Regions from separate parts of the Mus musculus genome. Here region 1 is linked to region 2. The links are chromatin contacts, called in public Hi-C maps. All regions are on one chromosome and are shown on one strand. The core of a region is the stretch at or near the end of the contact, and the rest is flanking DNA. Distances in the headings are between cores, read along the strand shown.

Region 1 (6,733 bases), core at 861-3,360, 230 kb before region 2:
TGCCTACATCAGTGTATAGCAGGTGTCTGTCATTCTTCAGATTAATGACCCACTGTGGGATAGGACACACAAGCAATTACATGGTTGTCTAGTTTTGTCATTGCTGCTGTCCTCAAAGAGAATTGTTTACAGTCTGAGAAAGATAACATGGATTCTAGCTCAGAAATACCAAAATCCAGGACTCTTCAATGTGGAGAGTAAATCACAGATGAATGAAATAGACACCTAAATCAATGGAACAGAAGGGAGAGACCAGAAGCAGCCAATAAATAGGCCCAAGCAGTTTTATTGGCAAAAACGTTAAGACAATTCGATGTACAAGTGAATAGGCTTTTCAAAATGGGGTGGGAAAGCTGGAGGTTGATAACATAAAAGAGCAAAACCAACACAGAGGTGTTGAAATCCCATCCCAAGCTAAGAAACTATTGGCGATTGATAGGTGGTGGGAGAGAGACAGTTTTCCTTAAGGGTATGCCCAGAGTAGGTTGACCAAGCTCTAGTGGAAGGCCACATATTGCAGAGCATAAGGGCAGCACGAATTATACTTGAATGGTTAAAAAGAAAACAATAAAGACACAAACTTGAATGAGTAGGGCAAGTGGGTGGGTCTAGAAGGAGCTGGGTGAGGAGGTGAATGTGATCAAAGTACTTTTGTGCAGTTTTCAAAGAACTAATAAAAACTAAGAAAGAGTCTTTTGAAAGTACAAAGAATAAACACAGCATTTAACCCATCTCGTGCCTTTCTACAAATACATCCGAACCGGGACATAGATGCCCGGCTCCCTAAAATACTTTCCATGAGGGAAATGTGAACACACGGGATCTCTAAGGATGCTAATTCTTTAATCTCTCTTCGCAGAGACATGACCACACACAGCATCATGCTACTGCTGCTTTTGTTTATAGCATATGGGAGATTCTGCCCAGGTGAAATTTCTCTCAATCATGCCATCAGGAAAGCATTTACAAGGTAGGAGGATTGGGGGGCTCTTGCAGATCTGGGGAGTGTTGCACTAATTCATGGTCATTACACCCATGTTCAAAGACTTCAGGCTCTGGGTTCCAGAATCAGTTTCCTTCACTGTGTTCCAGAAGGGGGCGCCCTACAGACGATCTACCCACACCTCCTGTCAATTTCACCTATCCAAGACTGTGCCCAGAGAAAGGTCTTCATCAAAGCCTGTGTCTGAAGTCTGTGAAAGGCTGTCTAATTACCCATGTTAACGGAGGGCTCCATTTGCAGACTTTGGCAGGTGCTTGGCATCTCATTTGGGGTCAAAAGTGAAAGAAGTTCTAGGCCTGAGAAAGTCATATCATCTATTTTGCAGAAAAATATCAGTGTTCTTTAACCAAAGGCTACAGTCACAATTCATGATTCCTGATACCCAATTTCAAACTGTGCTTCTCTGCCAAGCATTCAAGTGTTCATTGTTTTTATTTCCTACTTTTAATTGCAGCAGGATTTGCATTATAAAGAAACACTGACCAAGGGAGCAGTTTAAGGCAAAGGCCCACTCCCATTCATCTGACACATGGGTACCTTTTTGGGGTCCTGACACCTCTGAGATTCGGATGCCCAATGAAACGAGTGGATACATTTAGAACATTCCTTAGTCAGTGAAAGTTACCAACTGGGCAGTTTCTTCAAGGCAGTGTGACTCTGGCGATATGGATTATCATTGCTTACTTTCTACTGACAGAACAACTCTACACACTCCAGGGTTTCCTTTCTCTTCTGTAAGGAATATTTTAATACTCATTTCTGTAGCATTTTTATGAATGTGTTGCCTTTGAACAATTCATCTCACCTTTTTGCTTTAGGGACATATTTTTAGATTCTGTAAGGCAGAGGAACACAGGCACCCTGCTAGATGGTGACTCCCAGATGTCATTCCCTTTATTCTTATTACTTTTTAGCAAGGTACTGCCTGGAAGCCCCAGTACTTGAACTTGCCATGACTCAATAATCCCAGGACTGCTAAAGCTCTAGGGAAGCTACATGGTAGTTTCTGAGTCCCATTTTCCAACGCCACAGTTAGCTTCTACTTGGACAACTTAGTTCTTCTGTATGAACAGGTGCGTAGATTATGCCAGGAGGGGGCGCTGTGAGCAAAACAAAGAGACCATGTGGGGCCTTTTTTAGACATGGAAATCAAAACACAAAAACCACTGATTTGGCTAGTTTATTTTTATCTCACATTTCACGAATTCCTTTTTCTTTGACATTTCTCATATGCCTCTCGATTGTCAAATATTCCAGCTGAGATAACATCTGTAAAATTCCTGTACTCTTGGACCTGGTACACTCAGGTAACCCTCCCAAATGTTGACCCAGGTGGGCTTAGAGCCTCATGTTTCCCACAAGGATAGAGACCTCACTGCCATATTTATATGTCATAGTTCAAAATGGAATGTTTAAAGTGGACCCTCTCTGCCTCACCCATCCCCCCAGTCCTAATCCTTAAAATCAACAAGTCCCTAGGGGCTGTTATTTGTAGCATTCTGGGGGCAGGGCAAGCCTAGGAAAAGTGAATCCGATGGAATCCAAGGGGTGCTCTCTTGGCTCCCTGTGGCTGGCAGCCCTTTGCTCCTGGCTGCTGCAGCATCCTCTATAAAGTTAGGATAAGTAAGATTCTAGATTTCTGTCTTCAAAAAAATTACTCTAATATCAGATTGTGTCACATTTAATTTGTGTTTGAAGTACTTCTGAACTCAAAGTCTTCATGAAATCTCAAGTCAACAAAACTTAACTGAGCCACAAGTGAGGTGAGGCAAAATCCTTGCTCCATCCCAGTGGTCTTCTCGCTGGACTGGAGCTGTGGGCCCATTTGATATAATTGCTGTAATTAGTGCACACAGGACCAGGCTATGGTTGGATCCTTTGGTTCACCTCTTGCTCTCCAGTGTGCCATGAAGGAGCACGATGGTTCCTTTGTGTGGGGATGTGTGAGCTCTGGGTAGCAGCAGGTGTTTCTTGACAGCTTCATTAATGTGGTCCCAACGGGGAGCAAGTATGGCAAGTGATAACATTTCTCTAAATTCTGCAAGCTTGGGCCAAGGGTGCAGTTCACTGGCAGATCACATGCTTAATGTGGGCAAAGACACCTTGGGTTGATGCCCCAGTACCTCAAAATCTACTGTGGGTGTGGGGGTGTGTTTGTGTGTGTGTATGTGTGGAGAGATGGTTCAGTGGTGAAGGATACTGGCTGCTCCTCCAGAGAACTCTGCTTCTGTTTCTTACACCCATAGAGCTGCTCATAACAATTTGTAACTGTAGTCCGAGGGGATCCAATGCCCTCTTCTGCCCTCTGAAGGTACCAGGCACACACATGATACACAGAAGTGCATAAAAAGAAAACACCCATACACATAAAAAATAAATAAATTTTTAAAAGCAATTTTAAGTGTTATGGGAACTCAGTATAGACATTAAACATATGCTAGCTTGTTTTTTCAAACAGATATGGGCCTTACCTAGCGGCAGGTGTGCAGTAAGCTTGTCTGCCGATGTTCCTCCCTGCCTCCCTCCCTCTGTGTCTTTGGACAGTGCTTTCTCCCTGGGGCTGTGAATATTTTCAGGGTTTTACCAGCTGTATTTGTGCCTCTCACGCTGACTCTGCCTCCTTTCCAAGAAATGCTGTTTCTCCATCAGAGCCTCTAGATGTCCCCTGCAGCTCTCCCACTTGCTTAGGATTTGACAAGATTGGCCAAGTTTTCAGAAAAGTATGGAATTAAGAATGAGCAGTCAGTAGATTAAGCTCCATAACAATAACAACGACAACACACATAAGTGGATGGGTAGGAGACAAACTCTACTCAAGGAAAGGGACCTGGGGCTGGAGAAGCTCTGTGGTTAAGCGTGCACAGTGCTCTTCTAGAGGACCCAAGTTCAGTTCCCAGCACCCATGCCCAGCAGCTCATAACTAACTGCCTGCAACCCCAGCTCTAGAAGGGCCAGTTCTCTCTTTTGGTGTTTGCAGTTACCTGCATACATATCACACACACACACACACACACACACACACACACACACACACACACACACATAGAAATCTAGAAGAAAAGGAGGAGGGAGGGAGGGAGGGAGGGAGGGAGGGAGGGAGGGAGGGAGGGAGGGAGGGAGGAAGAAGGAACTAAAATAAGTCAGCTTGATAGCTCCTGGGCTATTGCTTACACAGGTTAAGGAGGGAGATGATGGATGTGTGTACGTTCAGTGTATATAAATTGCTGATCAGAGTATTTGTTTCCCCATTAACATATTTTGAAGGCTTTTCCTTGCCCTTGGTTCCTTTTGGATTAGACTGTCTATCTACCTTTCTTACATGGTTGTAAGTTATTACAGCCCTTAAGGAGTCCCTGCCCCACACCTGGGCAGAGACTATCTGGCACGAAGCATCCTCTTGCCAGCTTCTGAGGTTGTATCCCTGAACATGAAGTCAAGAGATGCCTGTCCCAGGCTTTCTGGCTGCTGTGCACTGGCTCAAGTGACCTAATGCTCAGCTAACCAAAAGTGCTCAGAACATTCCATCCACTCTCACTTGGTGACCTAAGGCAAAGCCTACCTTGTAATCAAGTGTTGAACATCTCCTAGAATTGGATACTGAGCTACAAGTGAAAAGCTCAAGTGTTGGCGGGTGTAATTTTGACCACGGTAGAGTTAAAAGATCATCAGTTGTAACTGTTATTGTAGGCTGCATATTCAGCTATATACAGTTTCTTTGTTTCCCCACAGGACAGGGATCTGGTCTTGTTTCCCAGTGTCTACAAGAATGCCTGGTACTTAGTACTTGCCCAGTAATGTTTGTTGAGTGAATGAATGAACATTGCTTCCCACCGTTTCTCTTGCCTGTTGCTGAGGAGCAAAGTGAATTCTGGGGTTGTACCTCATCTTACAGATCCTTTGGCCTAATTCCCACAGACGTGGAGGTGGAAAAAATGGCAACTTTTCCCTTGCTTGGAATTGTTCTTAAGAATTCATATATACTTTTTTGTTTTGTTCTTGAATTAAGAAAGGCCAATCACTCCTTGGGGGACCTCAGCAGCACAGAAGACTGGTGGGACTGGACGCTGAGCACACTGCTAGATGAGCTGTACCCAGAAAGAACATCTGCTAGAGCCTGGGGGGCTCAGGTAAGTTCCTTTCCTATCTGTCGGACACTATATGGCAGTGGGGAGAAGCCACAGTGCAGTGTAGGGGCTTCTCCATGGCGCCAGTGCCATGGCAGGCAAAGAACCCTGTCACTCTTCTTGCCTGGAATCCATGTTAAGCCAGTCACATCCTCCTGTCAATGCTGGCCAGTCCGAGCAGGGCCTAGACACTTACAGGGGTTCAGGGTGAGACTGAGGAAGAAGCTAGCTCGCTTCTTGCCTGACAGAAGCTCAGGAGTTCCCAGAGCAGAAGAGGAGCCAACAGCTAAGGCAACATCGTTAGGGAAGCTTCCAGAAAAAGGCAAGGTTGATCCAAAGTTTGTATTATCTAATCCCTTATTCAGCTTTCACTTTCTTTCCTCTTTTGAAAAATATACAATCTTTGTCTTCTATTCCTGAAACACTTTGTCCCAGTTTGTCTCCTTTTGTTGTATTCAATGAGTTGTGGAGGCACCTGGGTCATTCATATGAGGTGAACTTCATGGGGAGGCGTCTGAATGATTTCCTTCTCCAAAGAGGAGGCTGGGGAGGGAGTGCTGGTTGCATCCTCAGTGATAAAAGGGGGATGGACCTCTGATTCCACGGATGCAGGGACCTGTGCATCCTCAGCCTTGTCAGTCATGCTTTGCAGGGGCCAATTGAAGTTCATAGCTGTCACACGTTGCCTCTTTCAGCCTGGAGCTCTTGGAGGGCAATGCCACCTAATAGGCCCCCCGGTGGTCAAACTGCTGAAGATTTCTGCTGGCACTGCATGCACGGTATGCACCCTGGGAGACTCAGTGACGGCCCAGCAGATCAGTTAAGCTCCTCAGACAACTGGGATGTGGTGTGGGGTTGCCAGATGCCAGGGCCTACCTTCCTTCTGCCTAGTCTGACCACCTCCTGCACCCTCTGCATTCGGCCCCAGAACTGTTCTCTTCACTTCTAGAATTGGTATTCTAAGCAAAAGAAGGCTCTTTCTTCTGGAAATATGAATACTGGGATATTCTTTTATTCTTTTCTGATGGGGTAGGGTGCCCCGAGCCAGCATTATTCCACAGTGCTTAGTGCAATGTTCTGTAGACTGTCCAGCCCCACCTACCCAACTCCTCAGCTTCAGCCTTCAGAAGGCATAGCCTAGATCCTTCCAGTTTAAGATAGAACCCAAAATATCATAAGTAGGCTACAGAATGGTTCTTGAGAGTAGCAGGGTCCCTAATCACATCATCGGATTGAACCTATGTGTGGACAGAGCTAGGGAGCCCCACAATACAGACAACTTGGGGGCAGGGCTTGATAGGTTACTTGATTGACGTTTGTGCTCCAGCCTCCCAGACCATTCTCAGAGCTTGTGGAAGATGTACTTCCTATGCACAGCAATGACCTTGACCTTGAGAACCAAAATGTGTCCCCTGGCGGCCCTGAGACCTGTGGCGTGAAGAAAGAGAGCTACATGCATAGCCTAGGAAAAACAAGGTCAGTGAGCATCCGTAAGTGTGGCTCCCAGGCCCATGCTGCCAGGTGAGCCCTTCTGCAGGCTCAGCTTCCAGGCCAAGTCGAAAAGGGCCAGCATTGCTAAGGATGGAGCAGTGCTCCTGGTTCGAGC
Region 2 (7,010 bases), core at 1,459-3,958:
TTCGATTTTTTAAGAAATTGTCCTGCCTCCCCCTGCGCCCCCCCCCTCTCTTTTGGCTTTTAGAGACAGGGTTTCTCTGTATAGCCCTGGCTGTCCTGGAACTCACTCTGTAGACCAGGCTGGCCTCGAACTCAGAAATCTGCCTGCCTCTGTCTCTTGAGTGCTGGGATTAAAGGGTGCCACATCCAGTTTAGAATGCTGCTTTTTAAGTGTGGGTCATGATTCTGCAGGAGCTGTCTGTATAAGTCAGTGTGGGACACAGGAGAACATTTGGCAACAGTAAAGGTTTTTAAATGTGCAATGATCAAATGAACCCAAGCTCAAAAGCTTAGTGAGTGTGAACTGTTTACTGCCACGCTTGCTTGGGTCACCCAGCTACTCTTTGTCCTTGGCTCCGAAAGCAGTGTGCACACTTCACACCGCACATGCTGTCTTGCAGTGCACTGCCAGTGAACACAGCACAGCCTGAAACAGTGCAGATTCCAGACTGTTCATGAGTGTCAGTGTTTTTAGCGTAACACTGTTTTCTGCTTTTATAGAAACATAATGGTCTAATTATCGAAAACAAAGATTTAACATGTCTGTGTCATTTTCTTTCAGCAAATTAGCATATTTTACATTATATTGTGTTAGAACATCTTTTTTTCAAATTGTGTATATGGGTGTTTTGGCCATGCATCATGTTTGTATCTATTGCCTTTGGAGGCCAAAAGAGGGTGTTGGCTCCCCAGGGATTAGGGTAATAGACGATTGTGAAGCAGCATGTAGGTGCTGGAAATCAAAACTGAGAGCAGCCAGTGCTCTTAACCGCTGCACTGAGCTTCAGAACATTTTATTTTAAAGCTGTTGTTTGGGTTGCTGGCTTGAGTTTTATAAATAATTGTTAAACAAAGGCCAAGTGTAGTGATGCATGCCTGTAAGCCCAGCACTGGGAAGGCAGAGGCAGGCAGGTGGGGCTTTGTGAGTTCGAGGCTAGCCAGCACTGCATAATGAGACTCTGTTCAGAAAAATCAAAATTAAAATTAAACTAAGTGAATTTTTGGGTTGGGGTTTGAATGGTACTGATGATTATACAACCAAAAAGTCAATTAATTTTGAAAAATGTTGAAGATGTTCTGTGTTCAGCAGTATTGATTATTCAGCCAAGAGTTAGTGCTTTGTGTAAAACTAAGCAAACGTAACCACCTCATTGGTATACAAATTTGCTTGCATGCCAATGAATTGCTTCAGAATAAATGTTTTAGTGGTTTATTATTGTTAAATGTTTGATTTGTAAATTTTATACACCTAAATACACAGCTCTGGTGTAAAGGGGTCGCCAGGGGTTAAAGCTTAGCTAGCCTCTGCCCATCATGGAGAATGTGCCATTAAACATGTCATTGTGGTTTTGCTGAGGGGTTGAGGGTGGGTGGGATTCCCATGTATTTTCTTTCTCCCTCTCCAGGGGTTGTGTGTCCTGGTTCCCTGGGATTGGAGGTTTGTCACCCCAGATAGCTCACTGAGCGCTCTTTGGGAACAGAGATTTCTTTTTTTTTGTTGGTTCAGAATACACAGAAAATTTGCCATGCGTTTATTGTATTTAATAATTGGGTATTTCTGCTTCCGGAACCCCCCCCCCCCCCGCCCCTTTTCCTATAGCTACTTTCTCACTGGGGAGGGCGAGACTGTGTTTGTCTGGGCCTCTGGTCAGAATGCCATAGGAGGGTGGCCTGAGCACAACAGTCTTGTCTTTAGAAAGGCTGGAGAGATGGCTCAGCAGTCAGAAGCACTGGCTGCCCTTCCAGAGGACTGGAGTTTGATTCCCAGCGCCTCCAGAGCAGCTCACAGTGTCTATAATGCCAGTCTCAGGGAGTATGACACCACTGGACTCCCAAGGACACCAGAGACACAAGCTGTATGTCGACATGCGGGCAAACACATATACTCATAAAATAAAAAAAAAATATAGAAAAATACAAATAAGCTTAAAAAAAGAAAGTTTGCCAGACTGGGCCGCCTGGCTTTGTGTCCTCTCTTGAGGTAGGCTGCCTAGTCCTTTCTGGGATTGTTTATATGAGCTCGTGACCCACTCACCTGCCCAGGCTTTGCCTTATACCACTGCTTTGAACATGAGGATATGAATGGAGGCTTTTGGAGGAGACAAAGACATTGTGACTATGGTGGGCTCCTTTCTCTTCAGCAGGGCTGTTATGCACTTGGGAGGGGACAGCAGCATGTAGTAAGGTCCTTAGGTTGGAGCTTACTGACTGGGCCTTTCCCTCTCCCTCCCTCCCTCCCTCCCTCCCTCCCTCCCTCCCTCCCTCCCTCCCTCCTTCCTTCCTTCCTTCCTTCCGCTCTCTTTTGGACAGGATCTCATTATGGTACCCTGGCTGGCTATGTTGACCAGGATGTCCTTGAACTCACAGAGATCTACCAACTTCTGCCTCCAGGGTTCCTGAGTAGTGGATTAAGGGTGTGTGCCTTGAGACGGATTTGTTTGCTGATTTGATCGGATTTGATTTGTGGGAGGGTTGTGTTATCTAGGTGGGGCTAGGTTGAGGTTAGGACTGCTGGAAGGCCTGAAAGGACTGGCCTGTGTCTCCAAGAGGAGGGCCAGATCTCTGTAGCTGGCTGAGGAAGAACCGACTGCATAGGAACAGAGGGAGAGAGGCTTCATATTGTGTGTCATTGTGGACAGTTGCTGTCTGACGGAGGAGGAGGAAGCTCACGGCAGGGGGTGAGATTTGCAGGAAGAACAGCTTTTCCTTACTTCCCTAAGTCAGCGGGAAGGACTAACATGATGGTGGAAAACAGGGGAAGTGGAGCCCGCTTCCTCAGCACTGGTAAACACCCTGCTACAGTTTCAGAAGTCACACCATCGCTTGTTGACAAAAAGCCCCCAGATGTGGCTGTCCCAGATTGACAGTTGGCTTTAACCTATTGCCTTGGCTACCATCTTGAACTCTGGCCAGTGAAGACCTGTTGGTAGACTGGTAGACAACCATATCATCTTGAGGTCAGGGGCTCAGGGATTGCTTCCTGAGGTCATGGCTCTGGAACCTTCCCAGGACTCCAGGGCGCTTGGGCATCCTGACGTGTGGCCAATACCGTGGCAGGGAGGCACACTTGTTCCTTTGTGGGTGAGAAAAGGAGAGATGGAGCATAACCTGAATACACAGGGAAATGGGGAAGCAGGAAGGTGTTCCGAGAGAGGGTTTGGCCCAGGCCTGTGCTTGTGCAAGACCCGGATGCAAGGGCCTTGGGACAAGGAAAGAAAACCAGGCTTAGAGATTTCTGCAGATAAGAGCTGCCATTGGCTTCTTGTTTGCACCAGCAAATGCTTGCCTGTTCCAAGGCCACAGTCATCTTGACCTCCTGATTGACATGTGGTCTACCACCTTCTCAATTTTAGATTTATGATTTACTCTCCTCCTTTCATGATGAAGGTGCTGTGGGGTTCCCTATTCTCCAAGGAGATAGGTGCTAGAGGTTGTCTGTCTTTGCGGGTGACCCCACAGTGGCCTCCACAGGAGGAGTGGAAACTGGCTCAACCTTCACTTGCAAACTCTGTATAGCCCTGCCCTCTGGGCACATCTCTGTTGATCTGCTCAGTCCTTCCCTGTTCTGCCAGGTGGCGAGTGCTGACCCCACACCGACTATGACTGTGTTACTTGTTACAGTGGAGATTCAAGGACTCCATTGCCGGTGGTTTGCGATGCGGAACCTTCACTGTTTATTTTCCACTGGAGTCCTCTGAGGTTTGGCGTCACTTCAGGCTGTCTCCCATGTCCTTGTGGTGTGCTCTTCTGTCATTCCTGTGGGTGTGACCTTGACACGGGGGTTCTGTTTCTCCAACCCCGAGCCCCGTGGACAGAGCTGATAAAGTCTGTCTGTATTACTTTCACTTCTGGCTGTGCCTACGCCAGGAGGTGAGATCTGCTGCTGCTCCAGTGTGTCTGAGTCCCTGAGAATGCTCTCCCTATTCCTCCAAATCAAACAGGAAGCCCCGGGGTTAGTCCTCTTGTAGGTGTCCAGGTTCTCGTTACAAGTCCCTTCCCTGTTTACAGTTTACAGTATTTCTAGGCCTAGTGTTGCCAGAGGTCACTCTGTTGCTTCTCTTCCCTAGACTTAACTCCACCCGGGGACACACTCCAGACTGCTCTCCATGGTTACAGATGCTCTCCATGGCTACAGATGTTCTCCATGGCTACAGATGCTCTCCCAGTGAAGGGCCCTTTTATCTTCATAGTGCTCCTAGTGTAGCCCCTGCTAAAACCTCCACATAACTTGGGGTCCAGCCTGACTTAGTTGGGGTCCCTCCCTGTCACTGCTTGCTGTCATCCTGTTTAGCTTCCCAACCTCTCTCTTGCACCCTGTCTACTACCTCCAGCTTAGCTGCACAATAGCCACTATGTCAGGCTACTCACCAAAACCCATCCTCACTTCCTTTCTTGCCTGGAAAATGTCCACCTCTTCCAAGGCTCAGCTCACTCGCTGAGGTCTTGTGTCCTGTGTGGACACTGTTGTTCCCTAGTAATTCGGTGTGCTCATGGGTTTCTCAGCAAGTGACTCTGCAGGTGAGTGAGCGCACACATGAATGAGTGAAAAACTTCCAAGCTACAGTGACAACCTTCCAAGAGAACCACCGATCTGACATGAGAACATGCTGCTCCTTCCGGGGCACTTGCCAGTTCAGCCTGAGTTTGCTTTTTCTTTTTCTTCTTTTTCTGTTTTGGTTTTTCAAGACAGGGTTTCACTGTGTAGCCCTGGGTATCCTAGAACTAGCTCTGTAGATGAGGTTGGCCTCGAACTCACAGAGGTCTGCCCGTCTCTGCCTACCAAGTTCTGGGATCAAAGGTGTGCGCCACCACCATCCAGATAATCTGAGTTTTCAATACTTGGATATCACCTAACCTCTCTCTCTGATGGTCACCGTGCTGATGTCTCCCTTGGTTGTCTAGCCTCCCCTAACCCCTTTGTAAAAAGAAGGCTAGGCTGGAGAGATGGCTCAGCGGTTAAGAGCACTGGATGTTCTTCCAGAGGTCCTGAGCAACCACATGGTGACTCTTAACCATCAGTAATGGGATCTGATGCCCTCTTCTGGTGTGTTTGAAGACAGCTCCAGTATACTCAAATAAATCTTAAAAAAAAAAAAAAAAAAGAATGTTGTTTTGTTCCTAGAGATCAGGTGTAGTCAGAAGCCAAGGAGTTGCCAGTGGCTTGGGATTGTATCCTAATCTGGGCAGTGGGAAGTACCAAGGAGTGGAAAGCAGGAGGCTGGAGAGAAGGTTGTCTCGCACTGTCGTTTGCAGAGTAGGGGTGATGAGTCTGCCACTCAAGCATTAGATGGGAATCAGCCATGAGAAGATTTGGCTGCCTATCATGGCTTCTGGGTTTTCCCAGACCTCTTGGATCGTTTGCCCACAGCTTGCCTAAGAGGTGATTTGGGTGGTTAGAAGTATGTGGCTCCACACACGTGAGTGAGCAGCGTTGCTGGCCAAGGAGCAGAACAGTGAAGGGCCTTTTCTTGTCCGTACCCACACTACACTGTGCCTGTGTGGCATGAGCCTATGGAGCACTGCTGCAGGGGACAGATGACCAAATGAAGAGTGGGTTCCTCTGCTGTGAAGCCCACTCAGGGATGGGAGATGATTAACCACTGGGGGTAGGGAGCAGGTGGGAGGTGGCTCTTCAGCTGAGCCCAGAAAAAGCAGTCATTATCAGTTACAAAAGAGAAAAGGAAAGAGCACTAAGTCAGAAAGAGAGCCCATGGCTCAGAGTGGAGGGAACTGAGAGGCTAGAGCCCAGCTGGGAGCCTGGCTGAGCGGTCAGGGGGAGGCCAGAGAATGGATGGGAGCCCTGCAGCCTGCTGAAGGGACTGTGGGCAAGTCCCTGGTTTCAAGGTTCTGGACCTTGGCCCAGAGTCCTTGGCTATGACTGTTGACGCTCCCTAAGGCTGAGACAGACCATTTTGTTGTCACTAGCCGGAAGGCGTGTCCCATTCACGGAATTTACAACTATAATAAAAAATAGGCGTTTTCTGGATGGTGTATTCTTTTAAGTAACTTCTGGCAGATTCAGGTATGCCTGTAATAAAGAACCATCTTAAGGCTGGGAGTGGTGGCGCACACCTTTAATCCCAGCACTCCGGAGGCAGAGGCAGAGGCAGAGGCAGGCGGGTTTCTGAGTTTGAGGCCAGCCTGGTCTACAAAGTAAGTTCCAGGACAGCCAGGGCTATACAGAGAAACCCTGTCTCGAAAAACCAAAACCAAAACCAAACCAAACCAAACCAAACCAAACCAAACCAAACCAAACCAAAAGAACCATCTTCTGATGTTTGCCTCTGTGTGGAAGGCTCGAGCCACGCCTCAGTCTTCCTACTGCTGGGATCACAGACATGAGCTGCCTCATTTGGAAGCGCCTGCCTCTTAATGGTAGCTCTGGGTGGCCTCTCGAGTGTGCAGAGCCCACACGTTGTATTAGGTTGCTGTGTCTTCGTTTCTGAGTTCATATTCCTTCTGCTGGCTCTGTGAGCACCTTAGTAAGGCTGTGGCTGATGTGGAAGAAGGGCTTATGTCTTACAAACCTCCTGACAGCCAGGAGAATAACTGCTTCCTACCCTGTCTTAGGTCAGAGGTGGGGATCCAGAGTGGATGCATTACTCATGCGCTCAGGGATCCCCAGTCAGTGGAGGATAGAGAAGGCTCATGCAGGACTGTGACTGAGAGACTGGTAAAACCTAAGGCCTAAATAAGCAGCTATAGGAAAGGAAGAATAAGGAATGGATCCGGAAACAGCAAGGGATGAACTCAAGGAGTAATGATCTCAGCTGAGGGGGAGGGGAGAGAATTCTTCCGCATCTGCCTGATGATTACTGCATGAAGGATTGGAGTCCAGGATGGAGTGTGTACCTTAGGCACATTTTGGTTTTCTTTTATTTTTATTGTTGAAACTTGTAGAGCAGCCATTGCCACTTCACTGTAGAAACAGAAAGATGGATATTTAGTGCCAGGACCCGAGAGGTTGAATTG

What was found. Hi-C and Micro-C count contacts between places; a contact is called where the count stands out from the background.
Region 1: a contact with region 2 is called in a Hi-C map of bone marrow-derived macrophages, with 39 read pairs. The contact joins two enhancer-like sites. A contact is called at or near these places in 2 of 15 datasets of contacts at CTCF or cohesin (large pre-B cells and pro-B cells), 9 of 484 Hi-C or Micro-C datasets (the HL-1 cell line, bone marrow-derived macrophages, embryonic stem cells and 3 more), 21 of 115 datasets of contacts at active chromatin or transcription factors (astrocytes, bone marrow-derived macrophages, craniofacial prominence and 9 more) and 1 of 9 other capture datasets (embryonic stem cells).

The regions. Positions count from the first base shown.
Region 1 is chr11:8,855,433-8,862,165 of GRCm38.p6, reverse strand. Pkd1l1 (polycystic kidney disease protein 1-like 1) reads left to right here. Exons shown (of 52, transcript XM_017314870.1): 41 at 860-970; 42 at 5,010-5,130; 43 at 5,823-5,906; 44 at 6,455-6,603. Among named protein-coding and RNA genes, the nearest start is that of Gm36772, 59 kb to the right of the region's middle. Within about 2 kb of position 2,110, at least 16 of the 459 cell types and tissues checked have an H3K27ac peak or open chromatin away from gene starts, as enhancers often do. A contact at or near this core is called in bone marrow-derived macrophages, where this site is marked.
Region 2 is chr11:8,625,764-8,632,773 of GRCm38.p6, reverse strand. All of the region lies in intron 1 of Tns3 (tensin 3), which reads left to right. Among named protein-coding and RNA genes, the nearest start is that of Tns3, 35 kb to the left of the region's middle. Within about 2 kb of position 2,708, at least 63 of the 459 cell types and tissues checked have an H3K27ac peak or open chromatin away from gene starts, as enhancers often do. A contact at or near this core is called in bone marrow-derived macrophages, where this site is marked.